2 separate regions of the Hordeum vulgare genome follow, and region 1 is linked to region 2. Evidence: chromatin contacts called from public Hi-C data. All regions are on one chromosome and are shown on one strand. Each heading gives the region's core, a stretch centred on a gene start, on an enhancer-like site or on the middle of the called end of the contact. The rest is flanking DNA. Distances are from core to core; before and after follow the strand shown. Region 1 holds the start of LOC123412568 (heat shock factor-binding protein). Region 2 holds the start of LOC123412790 (protein trichome birefringence-like 19).

Region 1 (7,875 bases), core at 1,123-3,622, 290 kb before region 2:
TATGACCCTCGTTAGTGTTGAGGAAAACATGAACGTGGCAGTGGTTAAAGACTGGTAAAACATCAGGACCGGGGGTAATATGTATGGTGTTGTTGGGTCTGTGAAGGCACGCTTTGTTGCAACAATTCAGTTTTCAATTTGTGTTCCAAATGTCTCCATCTCTTCATGTTTTTGTTATTTTCATGGTGTGTTGTTAACCAATTTTTATGCTGTTGTTTCAACAAATGTAGATTTATTGCATACCCAAGATTTTTTTGTTGTGCATGCGTGGTTGAAATGATGCAACAATAGAAACAATGTTGGATAAACAATATTTTTGCAGGGATTTTCTATTCTATGTATGAGACACCTGAAGAATGTAAAAATATCACCCGACTAACAACTATGATGGCCCCAAGGGCAAAGTGAAAGTGTGATAAATGCCGCTTAAACTCTGCCATGCTTGTTCTGCACCCCATAGCTCAGAGCATAGTTAAATTTTGCTGCAAGGCCATTAATAGCTCTTTCAAATAAAATGATTGCCACACTAGTTTGGTCCATAAAAAAAAGATATGAGTGCCACATTTTTTTAGACCATTTCTGGGAACTAAAATTTATAGCAATCCACTCAGCAAGCATCAACACGTTAAGAGAAATCTCTCATGACAGTTACTGTATACCTCAAATGCATATAACAGTGCGAATAACATCTCATAACATGCATAAGTTAGTAATGAAGGTTGATGATATCAACATGGAACCAAGACTAATATGACTCGCTTCTGCTATTTCTGCTGCTTCACTCATGAAGAGCTGTCTGCTGGCTTTGATTCTTCGTCCTTCACTTTAGTAGGGGTCATACCATCGCTGCCCATTTCAGCCTTGAGGTCGTTGATGCTCAGCTCCAATTCATCGATTCTTGCACCCATTTCATCTAGTAAGTACTGGTTAAGGATTATACACAAAAGAAGGAAGGCATATGTAGACAATAATATCTTGTTGCTCATACCAGCAAGTGCTCGAAAAGTGAACATTTCAAAGGGATGTAAATGGTGTGAATGCTATACCAAAGATGACATTATTCAAAACTAGTACCATTATTCCCTAGTGTCACTCTAAGCAAACGATACGAGCGCTTGTTCAATACTTTTAAGAAGTTAAGGAACACCAAAGAAAGAAGATTGCAGTCTGCAAGGGTTTGAAAACTTGCACATGGACTACCCCCCTAATGAAATTCACAAATTTTAAAGATTCTCAGCTACTACGGGAATCCGGGTCATGCATTTGCACTATAACTTCCCTTTACAAATGGACGATCTAGTAGAACATGAGTATATTTGTCAACTGTTCACCTGTGATTGAAAATTCATTATCTACAAAAAAAACTGTGACCGGAAACTGAATGAAATAAAAATAAAATAAAATGCAGAAATGAACTGATTTATAAGGATATTCTTTGTAATGATGTTCTCTGACATGGTCTGGAACCTGGTTTGCTGCAAAGGAAATCAGATTCAGTAAGAGAAAAGTAGGTGGACTTACACACAAAGTGCACTGTAAACAAAAGTAAGAGCTTACCATCTGAACTAGAAGATTTTGCACCTGCAAGCAGTGGGCAAGAGCCAAAGATGAGCAAGAAACACGACTCAAATTTACAATCTATGTGAACTCAAAAGTAAGAAAAGAAAATACATACAAAAGCAGTCATATCAGCGGTGCTCTGGGCGGAGCCGTCCGAATCCTGTTCGGCCTGCAATTGACAAAGCACATATTGAATGAACAAACTCGCTATAAACCTGCTTAACCTTATACGGCCATGAAATGGACCAGAGGAATACTGCCAAAGACCACAGGCATCACAAATTCAGAGGCGTCCAATCACAAGTGATTATAACTGTCCTGCATGACGCCGCACAAATTTGAACCTTGTTAGACGAGATGACTGCGGCGGGCCGTTTCCCATTGTTCACTCAAAGTAAACCTATTTCCCCCAAAACGGAGGCTACCCCATAATAACCTCTACAAAGCGGCTAGGAAGCGGAAGCTCCAGAAGGCCGGCAAAATTGCAAGCGCTAGAGCAATCATACAGTTCGAAGCAAGGAAATTCCCTGAAGAACCGGTGGAGATAGACAAACACCAGCCTCTTCTTCGGGCGATCCACAGGAACCCGACCCGGCTCGCCGCTAAATCCTCAAACCGCGCTCGTGGCCTCGAGGGTCGTGGGTGAGAGGGGAGGAAGGGGGAGTCACTGACCTTGATGGGGATGCCGCCGGAGTTGGAAGACGCCATGGTCGACGGCGGGAGGAGGCGCCGGAACAGATCCACTCGTCGTCAGTCGGGGTTGGGGTTTGGGGATTCTCGGTAAGAATGTGAGGATTGCGACGAAGAGCGAGATAGTGGACCTCCTCGGTTGATCGAGAAGGCTTCGGCCCGCGGCCGGCCTGCAAAAGGTTGGGCGAGGCTAAATGAAGTCGTTTGGGGGCTTAGCTGCTTCAACCCACGGCCCACCTGCGGTTTGTTTTTCCTTTTTGCGAGTTTCAAGGAGTTTTATTCAACTCCAACAGGGTTACAATCGGCCAATACAAGATCGGAGATGAAGACCAGCCCTCGTTGCAACCAACAAGTGATGATGCGGTCCGTGCCAGCATAATGAGCCAGACAATATGCTATCCTATTTTAATTTCTTGCTAGCTTCATAGTTTAAATTATTTAATAACTATTTTCTGTGTATCTAAATAATTATAGTTAAAGAAACTAATCTAATTCTTTTCAACTATAATTATTTAGGTATAGAGAGAGTAGTAACCATTAAAAAGTTCTTAACCTGCTTAATTAAATTGACAATATTGCGGTATCGCGAGCAAAGTGTTGGACAATATATAACGACTCAACTATCATATTTGCTTAGTGACGATCTATCATCATGGTTTACTTTTGAATCAAAATGCTACCATGCTTTTGGTATGAGTGGTTGCCTTGCCCTTTGGTGTTGATTCAACTAAATCCTTTGTACTGGACATAATTATGTTATTTATAAAGGCAATACAATGCTTTTACTGTATTTTTCTTGCATTGAACCGATTGCTTTGTCACCGGGTTGGATATCATTGCACCCGACAAGGGTGTTGCAAGCCACACTTCTTACCTCGAATAGATCTTACAATGTCTGCATGTCTGCTTCTGAAACTCATTAGCACTAAACTATATGCCACGTTGCTCTTAATTAGGCTAAATTCTTTATCCTGTATTGAACTTTGTGCCCTGCTGCACTTAATCATGTTAAATCATTCTGATTTATTAGGGGCAACCAAACATTTTAAGCTTGCCTACTTGGCATACATGTTTAGGCATAATTCTTAGGACCCGACACCGGCAAGCCACTTACTAGTGTGAAGTGACGCTTATGAAGTTGATCGACAAGTTAGTTGAATGAAGCCACTCATTAGTATGCTTAGTAGCTATGGTTGTGTAGTTGTCTCTCATTTACTATGTTCTCACTCTTATTACCCCCTCTCTTATATTCACACTTTTGGCATCAAACTTCATGTCGAATAGCTACACTTTTGATATCGAACTTTATGTCGAGTGGCTATCTTTCGTGGTCTTATGAGCGCAATGAACTCGATGCTAAATCTGGATTCTTACTAACTTAGAATTACGTACTTGACCAAAATGTTGGGACCGGCACCCTCGCGCCAAGGCGCGATCCCGATCTAGTTGTTGCTGAAGAAGATCACTTGTCAAGCAGCACATACCAACTCTCTATGTTGTTCCAGAAGATAATACCCGCCCATGTCGAACCATTTTCTGGGTTAAAAAAGTCGTTGACCAAAAGTGCCAACCAGTCCGTCGGCTGTGGCATCCGGGGGGGGGGGGGGGGAGCCCACGGTGGCGACCTTGCAAGTTGCAACTATGTCGGGCCTGTTTCACCAGGAGATATTTGCCTTTTATATTTCCCTTTATAAATAGATTATCGATGTTAGAAATCGAGCTAAGATAGCCAGAATACTTCCTTTGATCTTCAACTGGCGGAACTTCTTTCCCTTACATCAAATCATTTTGCAGGTTCCATATTCTCCAAATGAGCATGAAGAGCATGTCATGAACATCCAAATAATACGATGACAAGTCACTTAACAACCATTCATGTCGTGTGTGCAAACACTTTATCTTTCTTGGGAATATGCCACACTTTATTCATCGAATCCCAAAGAAAACCATGTGATCACATGTAACAAGAGCATGTTATGCGTCTTCTTCTTCCTTTCCGTAGATCATGCACATTGTGCATTGCGCTAGATACCTCCTTTGTTTACACTTTAGCGTGGCTAAATCCCTTGACACCACCTTCCATGCATTAACACACATCCGACGGGGAACCGACACATGCCAAATTTAATCCTAAAGCTTTCAACGGTCATCATGATAGGAACTAGATGCATCTGCCATGAACAAGGCTTCATGATCCCCATATCAAGTTTATAAGCGGAAAGAACACTAAAAATACCTTTAGGATCAGGTTGCCATGCCATAATATTCTCCTGCTGCCTAGGAGATGTTTGTATTTGACGGATGGCCAACACATCTGCTGTGTAGAAATAATGATTCGAAAGATCATAGTTCCATGTACCATTTATATTAAAAAAATCATACACCCTGTCCAGTCTATACTGACGCTTAGGTATTATAGAACAGAACGGTGAGCCCCTTGGAATCCATGGTTGAAAGATCATGGATGTTACATAGAGGGGGTGAATATGCGCTTTAAAATAATTTCAGTTTAGGCTTGAACAAATGCGGAATAAAAATAGCGTTTAATTTATCAAGAACAAAACCTAAATTGACTAGGCTCACCTATGTGCATCAACAACTTATGCTACGCAAGATAAACAACTAAGTGATAGCAAGATATATAACATGTAACACCATGGCTATAACAAAGTAAATGGCTCGAGTAAGAGATAACGGAGGCACGCGAAGACGACGATGCATCCCGAAGTTCACATCCTTGTGGATGCTAATATCCGCTTGGAACGGTGTGGAGGCACAATGCTCCCCACGTAATCTCCTCACGCCCTTGCGCAGTGCAAAATGACGTGATTCCACTAAGGGAACCTTGAGGGCGGTCATTGAACCTGTATAATTGGCAACACTTGGGGCAATCACCGAACCAGTACAAGTTGCTCGGGGCATTCTCCACAACTTAATTAGAGTCTCGTGAAGCTTGTCCGAAGCTTTACACCACAAGACTGAGCTTCGCCAACACCAACCTTCTAGGGCACCAAAGTACCCAGGAGGAACAAGCTCCAGGGTGCCCAAACAGCCAAGAGTAATAAGCTTCTCAACTTTCACTCCCACGTATCACCATGGAGAACACAAACAGATGCACCAAATGCAACGGGAAGGGCACACGGAGTGCCCAAGTCCCTCACTGTCAAGTCCCACCAAAGCAACACAAGCATGGATGAATATGAAAGGAAGAACAAGAAAGAGAAAAGAAAAAACTCCAAGATCTATATCCAAAGGGCCCCCCTCACTTAGAGGAGAGATGGATAGGTGAAAATGTAGATATAGATCTCCTCTTTCTTTTCCCTCAAAAACTAGCAAGAATCATTGGAGGGATCGAGAGATAGAAAGCTCAAATAAGGTCAACAATGCAGGGCAAACACAAGCTTGAACGATAAGAACCATTGGGGAAGAAGACCCCCTTAAATAGCCCCCATCGAATCCAACCGTTATGCCCACTAGTCATGCTCTAGCGGTACTACCGCTTGGGGGAGCGGTACTACTGCTTAGTCCGGTCAAAGAAACCCAACCCAATGCGACAGAAAAAAGTGTGGTAGTTCAGTCAGAGCAGCTGAAAGGACGTGGATGTCGCCTAGAGGGGGGGGGGTAAATAGGCACTTTAAAATAATTACGGTTTAGGCTTGAACAAATGCGCAATAAAGCTAATGTTTAATTAGTGAAGCACAAAACCTAAAACAACTGGGCTCACCTATGTGCACCAACAACTTATGCTAAGCAAGATACAAAACTAAGTGATAGCAAGATATATAACATAAAACAATATGGCTATCACAAAGAAAAATGCATAAGTAAAGGGCTCGGGTAAGAGATAACCAAGGCACACGGAGACGATGTGTATCCTGAAGTTCACGCCCTTGCATATGCTAATCTCCGTTTGGAGCGGTGTGGAAGCACAATGCTCCCCAAGAAGCCAGTAGGGCCACCGTAATCTCCCCACGCCCTCGCACAATGCAAGATGTCATGATTCCACTAAATGACCCTTGAGAGCTGTCACCGAACCCGTACAAACAATGTTGGTACAATCCCCACAACTTAATTGGAGGCTCCCAACAACATCACGAAGCTTTACCATAATGGATTGTGGCTCAGAGGTGACCTTAAATGCTTAGTGCAATCTCCACAACCTAATTGGAGACCCCAACGCTTGCCCAAAGCTTTACACCACAATGATTGATCTCCAAGGAACCACCAACCATTAAGGGTGCCAAAGCACCCAAGAGGCACAAGCTCTAGGGTGCCCAAACACCCAAGAGTAATAATCTTCTCAAACTTCACATTCACGTATAATCGTGGAAAACTCAAACCGATGCAGCAAATGCAATGACAAGGGCACACAGAGTGCCCTAGTCCTTCTATCTTAAATCCCACCACAACAACTCATGCTATGGAAGAAAATAAGGGGAAGAACAAAGAAGAACATGAAGAAATCCAAGATCTAGATCCAAGGGGTTCCCTTCACAAAGAGGAGAAAGTGATTGGTGGAAATGTGGATCTAGATCTCCTCTCTCTATTCCCTCAAAAACTAGGAAGAATCATTGAAGGGATTGAGAGTTAGAAAGCTCAAAGAAGGTCAACAATGGGAAGCAACAACGATCTCAAAAGATAAGAACCATTGGGGAATAAGACCCCCTTAAATAGGTCTCCGCGAATCTGCACCTTATGTGCAGAATAACATAACAGCAGTACAACCACCCCACAGCCGCCCAAGAACTACTCCACAACAGAACCCAGTCCGATGGTAGAGCGGTACATGACCGGTACAACCATTGGACCAAGTCTGGAGTGGTATAACAGCTCCAAACACCGGTTGTACCGGTCGACTAGTACAACCTCTCAGTGTAAAACAAGTAAGACAAAAACAACCATAACTTTCACATACGAGCTCCGAATTGAGCAAACTCAAGCTTGTTGGATAGCAAATGACAAGTACTATCCGAACACTGAATGGTTATAATAAGAAGGGCTAGTAGGAAAATGCCAATGATATAGAGATGTGAAACCTCTATGAACGAAGAACTGACAAAAACTCCAACATCGAAAACATCATAAAAGATGCGTATGGACTCCATTTTTGATGAACTCAAGCTTGTCATGAAGATGACCATAAGTTGTACAAGTCACAAAGAGAAACACCAAACAAGAACCAATAAAGATGATGCAAGGATGCAAATGGTTTGAGCTCTAAATGAACGATATGATCAAGCTACTCACTTGTGAGCCCCCCTTGATAGTACGGTAGTCTATCCTATAACCTGGTCTCCCAACTAACACATTGAGACCAGTAAAATAGAAAACCTATCAAGGACAAACCTTTGCCTTGTGCATAGTCCACTTGAGATAAATGATGATGACATTTTCCTCCTCAAGAGGGACCACCTTTCTTGATTGCGTTGGCTCGATGAAGACTAGTTGATTGCTCCCCCATACTCCACTACCGGCAAGCTTCAAGCATGGTCTCTTCATGATGCTCCACTTGAACTTGCACACCGCAATCTTCCATGGGTTGAATGTGATCTTACTCTTGATTCAAGCCCATGAAAACACACCTAACCCCACATACAACTCTCACGAAGACCATGTGTTAGTATA
Region 2 (6,842 bases), core at 4,103-6,602:
GTCACTAAGTCAAATCATGAACAAGTAATACTGGATCATAGTTTTGTATTTTCCGCACTTGCAAGTCAACACTTAACTTGCAACTAGGAAAACTTTTATTTGAAGTTGCCCCATTTGCAAGCAAACCCTGGGGGGCATAATTTGTTTTGACCAAAGTTACAAGTCAACACTCGACTCACAATAGGGAGCCTTTTTTAGTTCTAGTGGCCCCACTTGCAAGTCACGCCCCTACTTGCAACTCAAGAACCCATTTACAAGTCAACCCTTGACTCGCAACCTGGGGGGCTTTTTGTAATATTTGTATTTTTCTCCAGTTCCAATTCAACACTAGACTCGCAACTGTTTTTTTGTAGTTGTAGTTGCTCCAATTGCAAGTCAAGCCCTGACTTGCAACTCGAGGTCTCAACTGCAAGTCAACCCTCGATTCGCAACATCGGTTTTTCCATAATTTTTGTATTTGCCCCAAGTTGCACGTCAAAACCCAACTTCCAACTAGGGGATATTTTGGTAGTTGTAGTTTCCCGAGTTGCAAGTCAAACCTCGAATTGCAACTCGAGGCCCCATTTGCAAGTCAACCCTCGAGTCGCAACTCATTATTTTTTGTAAGTTTTGTATTTGCCCAAAGTTGCAAGTCAACACTTGGCTCGCAATTGGGGGCTTTTCTGTAGTGTTTATTTTCCCAAGTTGCAAATCGACCATCGACTTGCAACTACGGGTGCAGTTACATGTCAACCATTAACTTGCAACTATGGCATTTTTTTGTAATTATAGTTGCCTGAGTTGCAAGCTAATCTTTGACCCGTAACTCGGACTTTCTTGGCTTTTTGTCGATCGATGTGTTCATGTATTGCATTGTTCCCTTTTGTTCATTTATGAGACCCTTCATATCGTGCGTATGTTATTTTGTCAAGCATTTCTTATTCTTGCACTCTTGTGTGCCAATTTTATCCTGTATGTGTTTTAGAAGTCGAAGAGGTAGGTCATATCAATTGTCCAAGTTAAAGCTCTACCCTTGACTCATAACTGACCTTGTAGTTCGTCTTTCATCTTAGTTGCAAGTCCATCCTCGACTTGTAACTCGGCTCTTAGTTTGTAGTTGTCCTGCTTACAAATCCACCCTTCACTCGCAACTAAGACTGAGTTTTGTCTTCCATCCAACTTGCAAGTTGACCCTTGACTTGCAACTGGACCCGTAGTTGTTTCATCCTAATTGCAAGTTGACCCTTGACTTGAGACTAGGCTCGTAGTTTTGTAGTTGTCCCACGTGTAAGTCCATCCTCAAATGTCCATATTACAAGTCCACCCTTGACTCGCAACTAGATTAATTCTTTTTTATCTTGGTTACAAGTCCACCCTTCACTCATGACTAAGCTCATAGCTTCTTTCATCCAAGTTGCGAGTCGACCATTGACTGGCAAATGGGCTCATAATTTGTCCCAATTGCAAATTCACCCTTGACATGGAATTCGACATGTGTTATGATTTTCATCCCACTTGCAAGTCCCCGCTCGACTTGCAAGTGGGATCTTCTTTTTGTTTTTGTCTTAATTAAAATCCACCCTCGACTCACAAATGGTCTCAAAGTTATTTTTGTCGCCTTAGTTTTGAAAGTCCACCTTAGACTTACAACTATCACTGATTTTTTGTTTCCCCGCTCATAGTTGCAAGTCCATTCTTTACGTGCAATCGAATTTTTTGACTTTAAAAAAAGTTCATTTTCAGAAATAGTTAAAAAATTCAAAAGATGTTGTCATTTTCAAATTAAGAAAAACATCGAGAATTTGAATTTTGTTAAGAGGCTTTCCTCTCATTTTAATATTTTTTCCAAAATAAAGAATTTTATTTATTTTACTTTTCGTATAATTTTTATCTATTTTTCTTTTTAGTAAAATCATTGTTTTCCAAAATGTTTGTATTTTAAAAAACTGTTGAGAATTTGAAAATTCTTTGGTTTTCCAGAAATTGTTTGGGCTTTTCAAAAAATGTATGAAAACATGATAATAGGTTCTGCTTTTAAAAAACGTCCGCAAGCTTAAAACATATTATTCTTTCTTCACAATAAGTTCAGGTATTTCAAACAATGTTCCTTTTTTATGAATTGTTCGGGAAAGCAAAAAATATAAGCGTTTTCATAAAATACTCATGATTTTGGAAAATGTTCCGAGTGTCCAGAATTGTTCAGAAATTCAGAATTTTTTCATATTTAATTAGAAAATTTATTGTATTTAAACAATGTTCAGGCATTTAAAAAATGTTTCAGTTTCTAATTTTTTTTCGTTGTTTTGGGGGTTGTTTTGTGTTTTTAGAGTTTTTCTCTTTTTTTTAAATCAAATATTTAAAGACAGTTCAGGATTTTGAAAATAGTTCGTGATTTTAGGTTTTTTCTGCAACTACAGAGTTACAACTATTGTTCACACTATTCAAAAAATTCTGGAGTTCCAAAAATTCTTTGTGTTTGAAAAAAATCGACATTTTAAAATTGTTTCCAATTTTTCAATAGTTGTTTAAGAAAGCTTTCAAACCCGACGCTACAACGAGTTCTTAAAATTTTCTCGTTGACTATTTGTCACCAACATATGTATGTGCTAGTGGATATAAGGACCTGTTCAGGAGTCGATGATTTGTATTCCCTTTGTAAACAAATATAAAAGCATTTAGATCATTAAACTAATAATTTAAACATTCTCATATTTTCTTGATAAACGGAGTAGTTTGCCGCAGTCTATTTCTTTTCTGACTTTTTGTGCTAGGTCTTGCCTATGGCTGGACAGTTGAACGTGGCCGTAGAAACTGGGCTAGACTATTAAACCAAAATAAAATAATTACGACAGGGCCATAAACTGGGTTAGATGTGAGATAATATACAGATATGAGAAAGTCAGACCCTTTTATATATAGTTTTTGAATCCTATGTCTGCCCACAAATCTGGGACCTCCTATGTGCCGCATTTTGCGGCGAGAAGCCGCCGCGACGCACAGAGATGGCGTGCAGCTGTGCCGGCCCACTAAAACGCGCTGCGAAGTGTGTCTGTAACCTAAAAATCACAAAAACGAAATTGAAGCACCGAGAGGAATCGAACCAACAACTTGGTCTTCCACCACAAGCGCTGATAGCCACCAGATCGTGTGACTACATATGAACAATATTGTATCGCTAACCTATTTAAGAACATTTTTCCGAATTCCGGAACATTTTATTAAATTTCGGAACATTTTTTCAATTTCAGGAACATTTTTCAAAATTCCAGAATTTTTTTCAAAAAGTAACATAAAAAAAGAAAATTGAATAAAGAAAAAAGAAAAAAAAAGAAAAATCAGTTCAGGAAATCTTCTAGAAAGTTTCCAAAATCAAAAAATACCGGTGGGAAAAGTCTAGAATATTCCCAGAACTGGCTAGGTAATGCTGGAATAGGCCGACCCATACGCGTTCCTTGCGTCCGTCCCCCCCTATGCGAAGTGTTGGCAATTCGATGCAGTGAGCGACAAATAGAATTTTCCCACAAATATGGTATGTGTTGACCGCATTGGGCGCATTTACGGCCCGTCGAACAAAACAAGACAACTTCGCTTGCCTTGCGGATCTAAATGAATAAAATACAGGTCAAATCCGTTGTCTATTTAGACCGTCGCATCGAAGTTAACATTATTAGCGAGTGGGGTGAGTTGGAGTTGGACAATTATGCTACTGGAGTTGAACAAGAACTATGCTACGCTAATGGCCTAGAATAAAACCCTATTTGGGATTGCTCTCTCTTTAAAATTCAGTCTCGCTTAAAAAGAAAAAAACCGAACAGGATAGCTTCACGATATACCGCTCCGTATAAAAAAATAGATTCTGCTGTACAAATTAAAGTTTTTATGAAGCTCTTTAGAGAGTGTTTCAAAAAACTCTAGAAGCTGGAGTTGGGGAAGAATTACCCACAACCGCCACCGGTTAATGGATACCCCTTCATTTCTCCCTCTTTAACCAATCAAATAGATTCTTTTCATCAATTTTTTTATTTTTCAATCTGAAGCTAGATAAAAACCAAAAAGTGAAGGTGATTTTGATGAAGTGGAGCAGTCCCAAACATACCCTAAGTGCATTTGTAGCAGAACCCGTATAATGTCCCAACCCGCACAATAACCGTCAAAATACAGGTCTGCGTGAAAAAAGTTGCCCAATCAGACCCTGCAAATGCGTCGGACCCGTAAATATTTTTACGGGGCGCGGTAAAAAGCTCTTCCCGATCTGCGAAAACACAATTTTCGCATCCGCTTCTACGATGCCTTCCATGGAGAGAAAGCAGTTAGCGGGAGCCCAACTACCATGGAAACTTCTGCATCCGCTGTCCACGTCCACCGTACGCAACCCCGGACGTCCCCGAACACCGGCCACCGGCGCCTAACGCCACCCCGTTCGTCCTGACGGCCGCCCTGCTCGTCCTGGCCGGATTCGGCGTCGGTGGCGGAAGCTAGCTATCTAGCTTCGAGCTCCTGGATGGATCCCACGACCTGCTAGCTAGCTCCTCGATGGATTCGTGGACACCATAGCTAGTTAGATAGCTTCTGGATTCGTGGACGGAGGAGCTAGCTAGCTAGCTAGCCCTGGATGGATTCGTGGACGGAGGAGCTAGCTAGCTAGCTAGCCCTGGATGGATTCCTGGACGGAGGAGCCAGCTAGCTAGCTAGCCCCTCGATGGATTCCTAGACGAAGGAGCTAGCTCCTGGATGGATTCAGGAATCGATGACTCCGTATTTAGAAACAAATTTAGTTGATCATGGACACAGACGAGAGGAAGAAGAAGATGCAGGGGAAAATATAAACGAAATTCGATTTACAGTTTAAGTTTAAGGGGTCTGTTCCGTCATAGCTCGAGTCGATCCGTAAAAGAGCATCTTCTACGGATATTTTTTTTATAGGTTTATTTTACAGGGTGCGACTCTACGCTCGCCCACACCCGTCTGTAAAATCGTTTTTCATGAACTGTAAATACGTTTTATGGGTCAGCGTTATTTGCTCTAAGATTGTCAGTTGTCACAACCATAGCGTTGGAGAGTAGGTTTCCTGGAGAGTACGTGACAGATCTGGAAATAAAATGCTCATTCTCGAATGTCTGGAATGGTGGGTGACTACCGTTCAGTCCGTAAATCTCGACACGCCTGTTTAGCACTCAAGGTCAGTTTGGAGCTCTACCGCTAGCTCTGTTTACAGCTCGGAAAGTGCTCATGGCCTCGTACAGGCGCACCTGTTTAGCACTAGAGGTCACGTGGAATCCACCATCACAAGTGTAAGCTGCATACTAATTACGTACCGCCCAACGCTAACTAGTCACCACCTTCTTCGATCGTCTTCAATGGTATCACGTCGACATGCTACTTCCACCTGACACTACTGAATGTTCATGAAGCAGAAAAAAAAAAGAATCCGTATAAATATGCTCATTCATAAACACAGCGCTCATGATCCGTAGTTCGTTGGGATAGATGTTAACACCGATGAAGTTTCATGTGGTTAAGCTACCATCGATTGCCCATTGCAGGCGTCACTGGCACTATATGTTCCCCGCCGCCGTCCTCACGGCGTGCCTTGTAGTCCTCGCGGCGACGGGCCTGCCCGGCCGCGTGCCGCTAATGCCGCCGTTGCTCACGAGCACGACGGGCCATGGACGGGGCGTCGACCGGTCCTGCGACATATTCAAGGGCGAGTGGGTGCGGGACCCGGGCGCGCCGCGGTACACCAACGAGACGTGCCCCGTGATCCACGGCCACTACGACTGCATGCGCTACGGCAAGCCGGACCTCGGGTTCATCCGGTGGCGGTGGCGGCCGGACGAGTGCGAGCTGCCGCGCTTCGACGCGGCGCGGTTCCTCGGCGCCATGAGGGGGAAATCCGTGGCGTTCGTCGGCGACTCGCTCGCCAGGAACCAGATGCACTCGCTCGTGTGCCTCCTGGCGCGGACCGAGCGGCCCGCGCCGTGGACCAAAGCGGGATACGTCTACCGCTACGAGCGCCACGGCTTCGCCGTCGCCGACTTCTGGTCGCCGTTCCTCGTCCGGGCCGTCGAGACCGACCGGGACGGCCCGACGCGTAGCGGGGCGGGCCTGTGGAGCCTCCACCTGGACGAGCCGGACGCTGGATGGGCGGCCCACGCCGGCATGTTCGACTACATCGTCGTCTCCGCCGGCAGCTGGTTCTACCGGCCGGCCGTGTTCTACGAGCGCGGCCGCCTTGTCGGGTGCAGCGGCTGCCTCGTGCCCAACGTCACCGACCTCACGCTCCGGTACTCACTGCGGCTGGCGTTCCGGAGCGCGCTGCGCTCGGCCGTCGGCGCGCCGGGCGGCCGCTCCAGGACGGTCATCGTGCGAACGATCTCGCCGTCGCACTACGAGAACGGGACGAGGAACGAGGACGGCGACTGCGTTCGGACACGGCCGCTCCAGCGCGGCGAGTGGGAGATGGACGAGGAGCAGAAGGAGATGCGCCGGATACAGGTGGAGGAGTTCGCGGCGGCAGAGGCTGCGGCGAGAGGGAAAGGGGTGCGGATGCTGCTGATGGACGTGACGGAGGCCATGGCGCTGCGGCCGGACGCCCACCCGAGCAAGTACCGGATGTGGGAGCCGGAGAAGTTTAGGGTGTCCCGGGACTGCCTACACTGGTGCCTGCCCGGCGCCATGGACGCGTGCAATGACATGCTGCTTCACATGCTGCTCGGTTAACCAGTACTCCTTCGGTAAAAAATATATAAGGCGTTTAGTTCACTATATATATATACGGAGGGAGTAAAGTACTACTTCTTCTTCTTCTTACTACTATATATATATAATTTGGTAGCTTGGTAATTTGATGGCCTGAATATGTA

The links. A called contact is a pair of places that touch in the nucleus more often than the background predicts.
Region 1: a Hi-C map of leaf shows a contact between it and region 2, with 2.0 times the contacts expected there. The contact joins the promoter of LOC123412568 here to the promoter of LOC123412790 in region 2. A contact is called at or near these places in 2 of 6 Hi-C or Micro-C datasets (leaf and seedling).

Annotation. Positions count from the first base shown.
Region 1 is chr7H:121,225,494-121,233,368 of MorexV3_pseudomolecules_assembly, reverse strand. LOC123412568 (heat shock factor-binding protein) reads right to left here and starts at 2,372. Exons shown (of 5, transcript XM_045105518.1): 1 at 2,233-2,372; 2 at 1,676-1,729; 3 at 1,558-1,581; 4 at 1,433-1,475; 5 at 577-916. The coding sequence starts at 2,268. The coding sequence ends at 783.
Region 2 is chr7H:120,939,618-120,946,459 of MorexV3_pseudomolecules_assembly, reverse strand. LOC123412790 (protein trichome birefringence-like 19) reads left to right here and starts at 5,352. Exons shown (of 1, transcript XM_045105724.1): 1 at 5,352-6,842. The coding sequence starts at 5,467. The coding sequence ends at 6,699.